Regions from separate parts of the Sus scrofa genome. Here region 2 is linked to region 1. The links are chromatin contacts, called in public Hi-C maps. All regions are on one chromosome and are shown on one strand. The core of a region is the stretch at or near the end of the contact, and the rest is flanking DNA. Distances in the headings are between cores, read along the strand shown. Region 1 overlaps LOC106504715 (a long non-coding RNA gene). Region 2 overlaps LOC100523624.

Region 1 (4,348 bases), core at 795-3,294:
GACGGACGCCTGCCTGCCTGCCTGGAGCAGGCTGTGGTCTTGGGCAACTGTCCTACCCTGATCATCCCAGGATGCCTGGAGGGAGGAGCACCCCCTGCCACCCTGCCCAGACCGACAAGGGCTCTGACTACCTGAAAGATTCCCTTGTGGACAAAGGAAGTGGCTGCCTTTGTGCTTCCCCATTTTCTTCTCTAGCCATTCTTCAGGAAGAATTGGGGAATGGTCCCAAGTGAACTCAAAGGCTTACCTTGACTTTTGGAGAGCCGGTTTTTTTTTTTTTTTTTTTTTTTTTTTTTCCTTTTTTTTTCTGAGGAAGCACAAGAAACAGCAGCAGATCACACCTAGCGCAGGGGGCCAGGTGTATGGCGGATGCTCAGTAAGAGATTCCCGGAAGAATGTAAACTGCCTCTGTCCCAGGCTCTGTCCCACTGCTGTGTGTCTTTGCCCCTTTCTGAGTTTGGTTTCCTTCTGTGAAATAGGGATGATGATGGTAACACCCCCTCACGGAGCTCATTCCAGGATGAAATGAAGTCACTCACATGAGTGAATTAATGTCAACTTTAAAAGGTGACACACAGCAGTGGGACAGAGCCCGGGATAGAAGTAGTTTATGTTCAAGGATGGGAGAGTTGAGTGCTAGGTATCAGCTATGCTCCAGAATCAAGGCGTTAGTGGCTAAAAATCAGTTCTCATTTGTTCATTGACACTCTTCTATTCGTTGAATACAAAATCTAACTTTAAGAATAATCTCCTCCCTTGCCCCGCCAATGGAACTCAATGGAGCTATTTTCTTTTGTGGTAGAAAAAAAAGTTTTTTCTTCTACAAATTGGGCTGTATGCAGAATAAGGGCCGCCCCCCCCCCCCCCCCCCGCAACCCTGGCTGCACAAAATGTGCACAGCACTCTTCCAGCAAGCACCGAGGCTTGCTCTTATTTACACTTATTTACATATCGAGCCAGATCTCCATGGCTGCCTGCCCGGAAGCCCTATTTTTAATTGTTTGGCGCCCCAGCCACCCTTCTGACCCTTTCTGGCACTTTTCTGAGGATTTCCGGCCACTGCTAGCTTGCAAGGGAAGGCCCCCAACCAAACCGTAAGCCTCCAAGTTCAGCATCTCTAAGCCCTTTTCCAAGAGGAATCTCCAGGCAGGTGGGGCTGCGCGCCCCCCACCCCATGACGCAGAGGGGATTTGGGCTCAGGCCGGAGGGCCAGCTGCGTTCCACGTGGATAAAAGGACAGAGGACAAGAAAGCAGCTGCCCTGGGCTCTCCAGCTTCCTTCTCTCGCTGCGCTTCTGAAAGAATCAGGAGTAGTTCCCAGTGAAGGCAAAGGGCTTGTCCTGAAATTCAGACCGGTTGGCGGGTTCCCTCCCCCACCCTTCTTCTAAAAAACAGCATTTCCTTGACAGCAATAAAATATGTACTTATAAATATTTTCCAAGAGTGCCCTCTAGTGGGAATCTTAAGGCAGTGGCGCATCTTACAAATGTGACTTGGATCCCAAACTCGTGAATAAAAATAAAGCACATTCCACCGCAACCTTCTTCACACGTGACCTGAAAATAGATCCCGTTTCTTCCACGAGTCCATACAATGTCACATGCCCTTGATTGGAAATGAAGGCTGTCTTAAGTCTTTAGAAGGAAATAGTGCTCCACTTTTAGAACTGGAACTTACACACGGTGTTCAGGAACTTTCAGTGCAGGGAAGTGTGTGGAACGGGACAATGGGTGACATCCATGCGTTGTATTCCTGGGCTGCGCCGGAGTTGCTGGCCGACTGCTTTTATTTGGGCTGCGGAGGGAGCCAAGGCTGCAATAGCGTCCAGCCCCAGAGGCCACACACACTGCTGGGTTTTCACCTTGGAGGATGTGGGACAATGAGTCATTTGTGCCTCTTCCTGGTTCTTCCTGGCCAAGGTCAGCTTTCCCACTGGAACCAAGCAGGCTGGCACAGAGCCCGCGCCGTCTGGAGCCTTCCCCTGGTGCCAAGCCCAGGAGAGGGTGTGGCCCCCTCCCCCACGCCTCAGAGGGCCCCAGTTCAGGCTCCTTCCGAGGCAGCCCTTGTCCGGGTCCTGAAACCTCATTCACGCTGCTCACTTCAGCATGAAGGGCCTCCTGGCGGAGGCCTGAGGAAATCACCAGCCCTAAAGAAAGGTTCCCAGGCAGAATTCTCTGAGGAGGAAACTCCAAGGGCTTCTGGCGGTGCTCACCCCTTCTGCTGAGCTGTCCAGAGACAATTCATTTTTCTGTTTGGATTGATTCCAGTTCATCGTGCAATCACTGCTACTATGAGTCCTCGTAAAATAGCTGCCATTTCTTCCTTTCTCCACTGGATACACATATGTTGAGCACCTACTGTGTACCAGACACGGTTCTAGACTTTGAACACCAAGACAAAGTCCTGACAGCATAGAAATGACAGTCTAATTTGGAGAAAGAGGATACACAAGCAAATATAGCAAGTTGAGGCCATGAATGAAACCAAGAGGGTATAATGGGATATATAGGGGATCCTGAGATGAAGCATCTGGGCAGACTGCTCTGAGAAGTTTACCTTAAGCATCTAGTATGTGCCAGCTATTTACTGTGTTAGAGGTTAAGGATACAAAGACAAACAGAAAATGCTGTCTGTACCTTCAAAGAGCTCAGAGCCCAATGGTGAAATAATACTTCCATAGGATTCAAACAACACCATCTCACAATAGCCCTAAGATCTATGCCTCACAATAAACCTGCCCAGTAAATTATATCATCTGCCTTTTATAGATGTTAAAACTGAGTTTAAGAGATATCAGTAGCACTGTCGAGGTTTGAATTAAGGCTTGTCTTATTTCCAGATTTTTTTTTCCTATGCCGTCTTTCTCGGTGGAAATGGGGAGATAAAAAATGAGATCCCAACCCAGCTCAAAGATTTGACACAGGCAGGCACACTGCGCTGTCCGAAGTGGGTTAACACTACGCTGCTAAAGTAGAGGAAGGACCGAGACCAACACTGGTTCTACCCACTATCAAACATGTGGCTCCTGCAGCTCTAGACAGTGGTACCCAAGCCTGGCAATAGATGACAGACTCCCTGGGCCTGTAGAGATGCTGATGAAATGCTCCTCCGCCAGACTAACTCAGATGCTCCAAGTCCACACCCAGGGCTCCTCCTTGGCTCCCCTTCTCAAGGCTCCTCTCAGCCAGCAGCCAGGGAGACAGGGTCGCCTGACTCTGGGAAAAGGTGACCCAACACTTCTGCCAAAGTCATTACTGCCGGACCCTGAGCAAGAACAGGAAGGAAGAAAACACCGCTGGAAGTGACCCCTGACTATTCCTCAGCTGCTGGTGGAGAGAGATAACAGCCCGTAGTGGGCTGCATGCAGCTGAAAGTGTTAGGGTTCAAGCCTCTTCTCTGTGAGCCATGCTGTCACACCAGCACTTCTGGAGGGAACGGAGGAAGTCAACTGGACCACAGCCCTGGGTGATTTGGGGTCAACTAAATAGCCTAGATCCAGAGGACAGCCACAACTGTCTTGACACTCGGGAGCGACTGAGCGGGTGCTGCGTGTTTGCTTGTGCTGGGACAGCAAGGGACAAACGTGTGTGTGACCACAGGGTTCTTGTGGGGGCTGGGAGGTAACTCCCCTCTATACATGCCCTGTGTGGCCTAATTTTTTTTAAATTTGTATTGAAATACAGTTGATTTACAGTGCCGTGTTAGTTTCTGGTATACAGCAAAGTGATACAAATACATATATAAATGTATGTATTCTTTTTTAGAGTCTTTTCCATTCTAGGTTATTACAAGATGTTGAGTAGAGTTCCCTGCATGGCCTCACCATATACAGATTTGTTTCTATTATAGAAATGCCTTGTTTCACACACTCTCCTTTCCTGTAATAAATCTGTATTCAATTTCTACCATGTACCAGGCACTGTGCTAGATGCCAGGGGATAGAGCAGAAAACAAACACACAAGAGGGCCCCTGGCTTTACAGTTTATATTCATCGGAATCTAAAGCAGTGGTTCTTAGCCTGGCAGCATGTTGGCGTCACCTAGAAAGCTTCATGGAATATGGACGTGGGCTCCACTCCTAAGAAGTCTGGTTTAACTGGACTGGGCTCCTGCTATCAGTGTTCGTGTCCGAAGGATATGGGAGGGTCTCTGGGGTCTGCAAGTGTCTAGTCCTCCCAGTTGTGCAGTGACCCCCCTTCCCTCTTGGGTTACGTGTTCAAGCCAGACATCCCCCAAGTGCCAGGATGTGGGAGGGAAGCACTCACTGTGTGCTCTGCTTCTATTTTTTCATTTCCCACATCATCTTTTTTTTTTTTTTTCAGCCAAGTTCTCGGGCCAGGGATCGAATG
Region 2 (3,965 bases), core at 869-3,368, 430 kb after region 1:
TCCCAGCAACAATGCCACACATCCCCCTCCTCTGAGGCACTGTGGCAATCCTGTCACCTGGAGGCCCCAAGCCTTTGTCTCCAAAACAGTACGTGCTCATTTTCATGTTACTATGCAGTTTACTCATCTCTTCAATGTACCAAAATCCTAGCTCAAGGCCATCAAGCCAGTCTCTTTCCCAGGGATGGCCTTCTGCCCAGGCTCCCTTTCCCTCCAAACCTCAGGATGGCCCCTGCTATGTCAGCCTGGACTGGCCTCGTTGAGAAAAGCTGATGATCCTTTGGCTCTAGCCTTGGGAAGTCTTGGTTCCATGCAGTGAGTCACAGGCTGCCTAGACTGTGCCTATCTGGGGAGGCTGGGGCTGCCATGTATGGTCCTTGCTCTGTGCCACCTACCTCTCCGTGTAAGTCCGAACGCTTTGCCAGGACAGCCTGAGTCATAAAACTCAGCACATTCCTTAGGCGTTGGATAGTCTTTCCTTGTTATTACTTTGCTTTTGTTTTAAGCAGCACCTGGTTTCATTTTAAAAATCCAAATAAAATCTCATGGTTGGGGCTCGAGTGGGGTGGGGGATAGGAAGGAAAGAAAAAAAGAAAGGCGTGAAGCCTAGGTTAGGGAAAGGAACAAAGGGCTGTAACTCCTCAAATAGGCAAGACAGAGACAGAGCAGGACAGAAAGCAGTCTGTAAAGTACAAAATCGGGGGACGGGGGGTGGGGGGGATTGCTACAATTGAACTGAATTTGATGGGTCTTTTTTCTCTGCGTGATAAAGCACTTGATATCTAGCCAAGTCTTCTCCTCAAATTAGGTGCCGTTCTGAGTTAGTCCTTTACTCATTAGCCACGTGACCTTCCCTAAACTACACTTTCTGAATCTCTTCAATAAACGACAGACTTACTGTTGATGAATTCTAAGGAACTTTCCAGTTTTAACATTATGATATATGAACCTATCTGTTCCCTTTTTTTCTTAGACCGAAAACCCCAACCCACATGTAAGGGATTCTTTTTCCACAGCGAATATTTGTTTTTTGTCTTGGGTCGGGGGTAGGAATGGGAGACAGCAAGGGAGAAGATGTAGACCCATCCACATAAATGTTGCTGATCAAAATAATTCTGTGGCCAGGTTATTTTGTAAAGTCCTCTGTACAGCTGCTCACATGGAGTTTTAGAATTAAGAGTATTCTAACAAGCTCTGCTTTGCATACAGGAAAAAAAAAAAACACACGCAAATACTGAAAGAATGAATAACACAGAGGACTGTATGTTCTCGGAGTAGTAAAGCATATAATTACAGCATGAGGCCAGGATCATTCGGTACTGACATATTCAGCAGAGGCCTTTACCTCCCTCTGCCCGAGATCCATGAGGCTGGCCAGGGCAAAAATCCTGGAGGTTCCTGAGTGGTTCCAAGGCAGCACTTTCAATGCATGGTTTGGCGAGTTTAATGGAAACCATACGTGGGGATCCTGGGAATCAGACCAGATGGCTTCCAGGGAATGTATTTAGTCTAACCTGGGCTAAAGAAGAGAAATAACCTCTAGGAGGTTTGGGAGGGCGGGGGAGGTACGAGTGGTGGTGCGACTTTTAATTACTTTTTCTATTTAATACAAATCATATCGAGAAGGACAGTTTGCCAAATGGGAGTAAATGGCACTGGGGGCAGAGAGCAGGGCGAGGGATGCGGAGGAAGACAGCTACTTCCGCAACCACTCGTGGTCCTGCCTCCCTGGGTGGGACAGCAGCTGCTGGGGGCCCCTTGCGTCCCGGACCACGGCGGGGCCTTCCCGCGCCCGAGAGGGTCTCTGCGCCCTCCCTCCAGCGCCCTCGGCACGGGTGGCGGGTGGCCCTTGGTGGGAATTGTTGGGGGTTGGGGGGAGAGGCAGTCTTGGCGGGGGTGGGGGAGAATGCAGTGGGAGGAGGGTCGTAGACCCGGAAGAGGAGCAGGCGACGGACCACGACTGCAGGGGGAGGAGGATCGTGGGGAGAGAAGACCTGGGGAGAGGGAGAAGGCGAGGAGAGGGGAGGAGCAGGGAGAGGAAGACATCGGCGGGGAGGGGCGGGGCCGTGGGCGGGGCTTATGGCGCGGGGGCCCTCCTGAGAGAGGCCGGGCGAGAAAGGCCGCGACTCGCCCCGCCCCCAGGGGCCCGCCCCCGCCGCGACGCAGGTCACCCCCACCAGCCCCTCGGCCCGAGCCAATTTGCTTCCCGGCGGCGCCTTGCGCCGAGGAAAACCTGGCAGTGCTAGGCTGCGGCTCTGCCGGCGACTGCTCTGAATACAAAAGAGCCTTTCTCACGCCCCTGCGCCCTTCCCTGCCCGGGACTCCCAGATGGAAGGGCTCGTTGGACGCCAGAGCCGACAGCTGTCGGAGCCACAGACACCATTTCTGTCGTTCTTACAGAGAGGTGTGGTTCCAAGTAGTTATTTTTAAAGGAAAATTTAATAATAATTCTAACAACTTTGTCCTCTCATCCAGTTTAAAAGAAAAAAAAAAAAGAGAGAGAGAGAGAGATGAAGTCGTTTGAAGTCCAAGGAAGTGCTCAAGAAAGGCAACCTTCTCAGGTCTGGGCATTCCCAGGCCCTCTCCTACCTCAAAGGCGGTAATTAAGCAGGCTCTGGGCCTCCAGCTCTGTGGCTTCGTTTTCCGACTCAGCCAAATGTCGAGAACGGCCCTCCCAGACTATAAACGGAGTATTGATCCGCTTGTGAGTCTTCAGATGAGCTAGCCTTGCTTGTAGAATCACACGGTTCCTGAAACTGGAGAAAAATGGCCTGGTTGTCAGCGATCGCCCATCCACTAAGGTTACTTTTTGCACAGAATTGGGAATTAAATTGCCAGGACATCGATAACAAACAAGAACTGGGATTGTTCCTGCCTTTTCCTCCATCTCCCTTAACTTCCTATTTCATATATTCTGTCGCTGTCAGGAAGGCCAGATCAATAAGCAGAAGAGGGGGAAAAAAAAAGGGCAAGCACTCTAGGAATCAATAATAACCAAAGGATTCAGTGCTTCTCTACTGGCCTTTAATCAGCCTTTAACAGTGAGATTCTTTCCCCGTCTTCCCTACCATCCCTTTAGTCCAGACAGTCTTGGATGTGGATTTCTCTGCTTTCCAGTTAATGTTACAGTTATGAACTTCTGGAAGATAGGATCCAGAAATATAAATATTTAGAAGACAGCTGGACACCAAGCAAATCCTTTTTAAAGTGAGAATATTGTCAATGATGGATGAAATTTTCATTCAATCCGTACTTACTGCTGATGCAGGAATCTGTACATTTTACTTCTCAATGCTTGTTCCCCTCCCCCCCAAATATAGTGCCTCTTAAAAACATTAAGATTTTGCCTTGTCCTATGAATTGAAAGTTATGATTTATTTTCCAGTCAGAATTCTAGGCCCAGAGTTTCCCAAGCAAGTACCCCATATTAATTGTGTGGGGTGTGCCTGTGTTGGGGGGGGGGTATTGTACTTTGAGCCTGTTGTTGCACCATAAAAACATGAGCAGGATGTAATGTCATTAATTTGTCGGGAATTGTTGACTTAAAAGAGGCTACTGTGAGTATAGAAAATTCACATTGGGGAGGGAGTCGGGGAAGCACCTCAAAGAGACAGGCAACTGTTCCCCGGAACAGCTGCGGACATTGGCAATGGAATTGCTTGGCACCAGTACAACTCTGTACAGCAAGAGGGATTTATTTATTTAACAATAGTTAATGATTCTCCCAGGCAACTCCCAGGAGGCCAGGGAGCAGTAAATATACTTTCAGGAAATCAACTACCCTTCCTAGAAGCATGCACCAAGTCTGCAGTGAAGGGAGGGCCCTTGGCTTCAGAAAAACGTTCAACAGACTGCCCAGCTTCAAATGCCCCCAGATAACTCCCTGCACAGCCTGCCACAGGCTTCCCATGCTAGGAAAATTACCAGGTCCTAAAGCAGAAAAGTGAAGAAAAACGCACCATTTC

What was found. A called contact is a pair of places that touch in the nucleus more often than the background predicts.
Region 2: a Hi-C map of skeletal muscle shows a contact between it and region 1, with 9 times the contacts expected there. The contact joins two enhancer-like sites. A contact is called at or near these places in 3 of 47 Hi-C or Micro-C datasets (heart right ventricle, retroperitoneal adipose tissue and skeletal muscle).

Annotation. Positions count from the first base shown.
Region 1 is chr8:82,368,422-82,372,769 of Sscrofa11.1, forward strand. It overlaps LOC106504715 (a long non-coding RNA gene), which reads left to right. Exons shown (of 2, transcript XR_001298398.2): 2 at 4,322-4,348. It overlaps LOC106504714 (a long non-coding RNA gene), which reads right to left. Exons shown (of 2, transcript XR_001298397.2): 2 at 268-4,348. Among named protein-coding and RNA genes, the nearest start is that of LSM6, 58 kb to the right of the region's middle. Within about 2 kb of position 2,045, at least 61 of the 83 cell types and tissues checked have an H3K27ac peak or open chromatin away from gene starts, as enhancers often do. A contact at or near this core is called in retroperitoneal adipose tissue and skeletal muscle, where this site is marked.
Region 2 is chr8:82,799,698-82,803,662 of Sscrofa11.1, forward strand. LOC100523624 reads right to left here. Exons shown (of 13, transcript XR_002346751.1): 12 at 2,590-2,756. Among named protein-coding and RNA genes, the nearest start is that of SMAD1, 190 kb to the right of the region's middle. Within about 2 kb of position 2,119, at least 71 of the 83 cell types and tissues checked have an H3K27ac peak or open chromatin away from gene starts, as enhancers often do. A contact at or near this core is called in retroperitoneal adipose tissue and skeletal muscle, where this site is marked.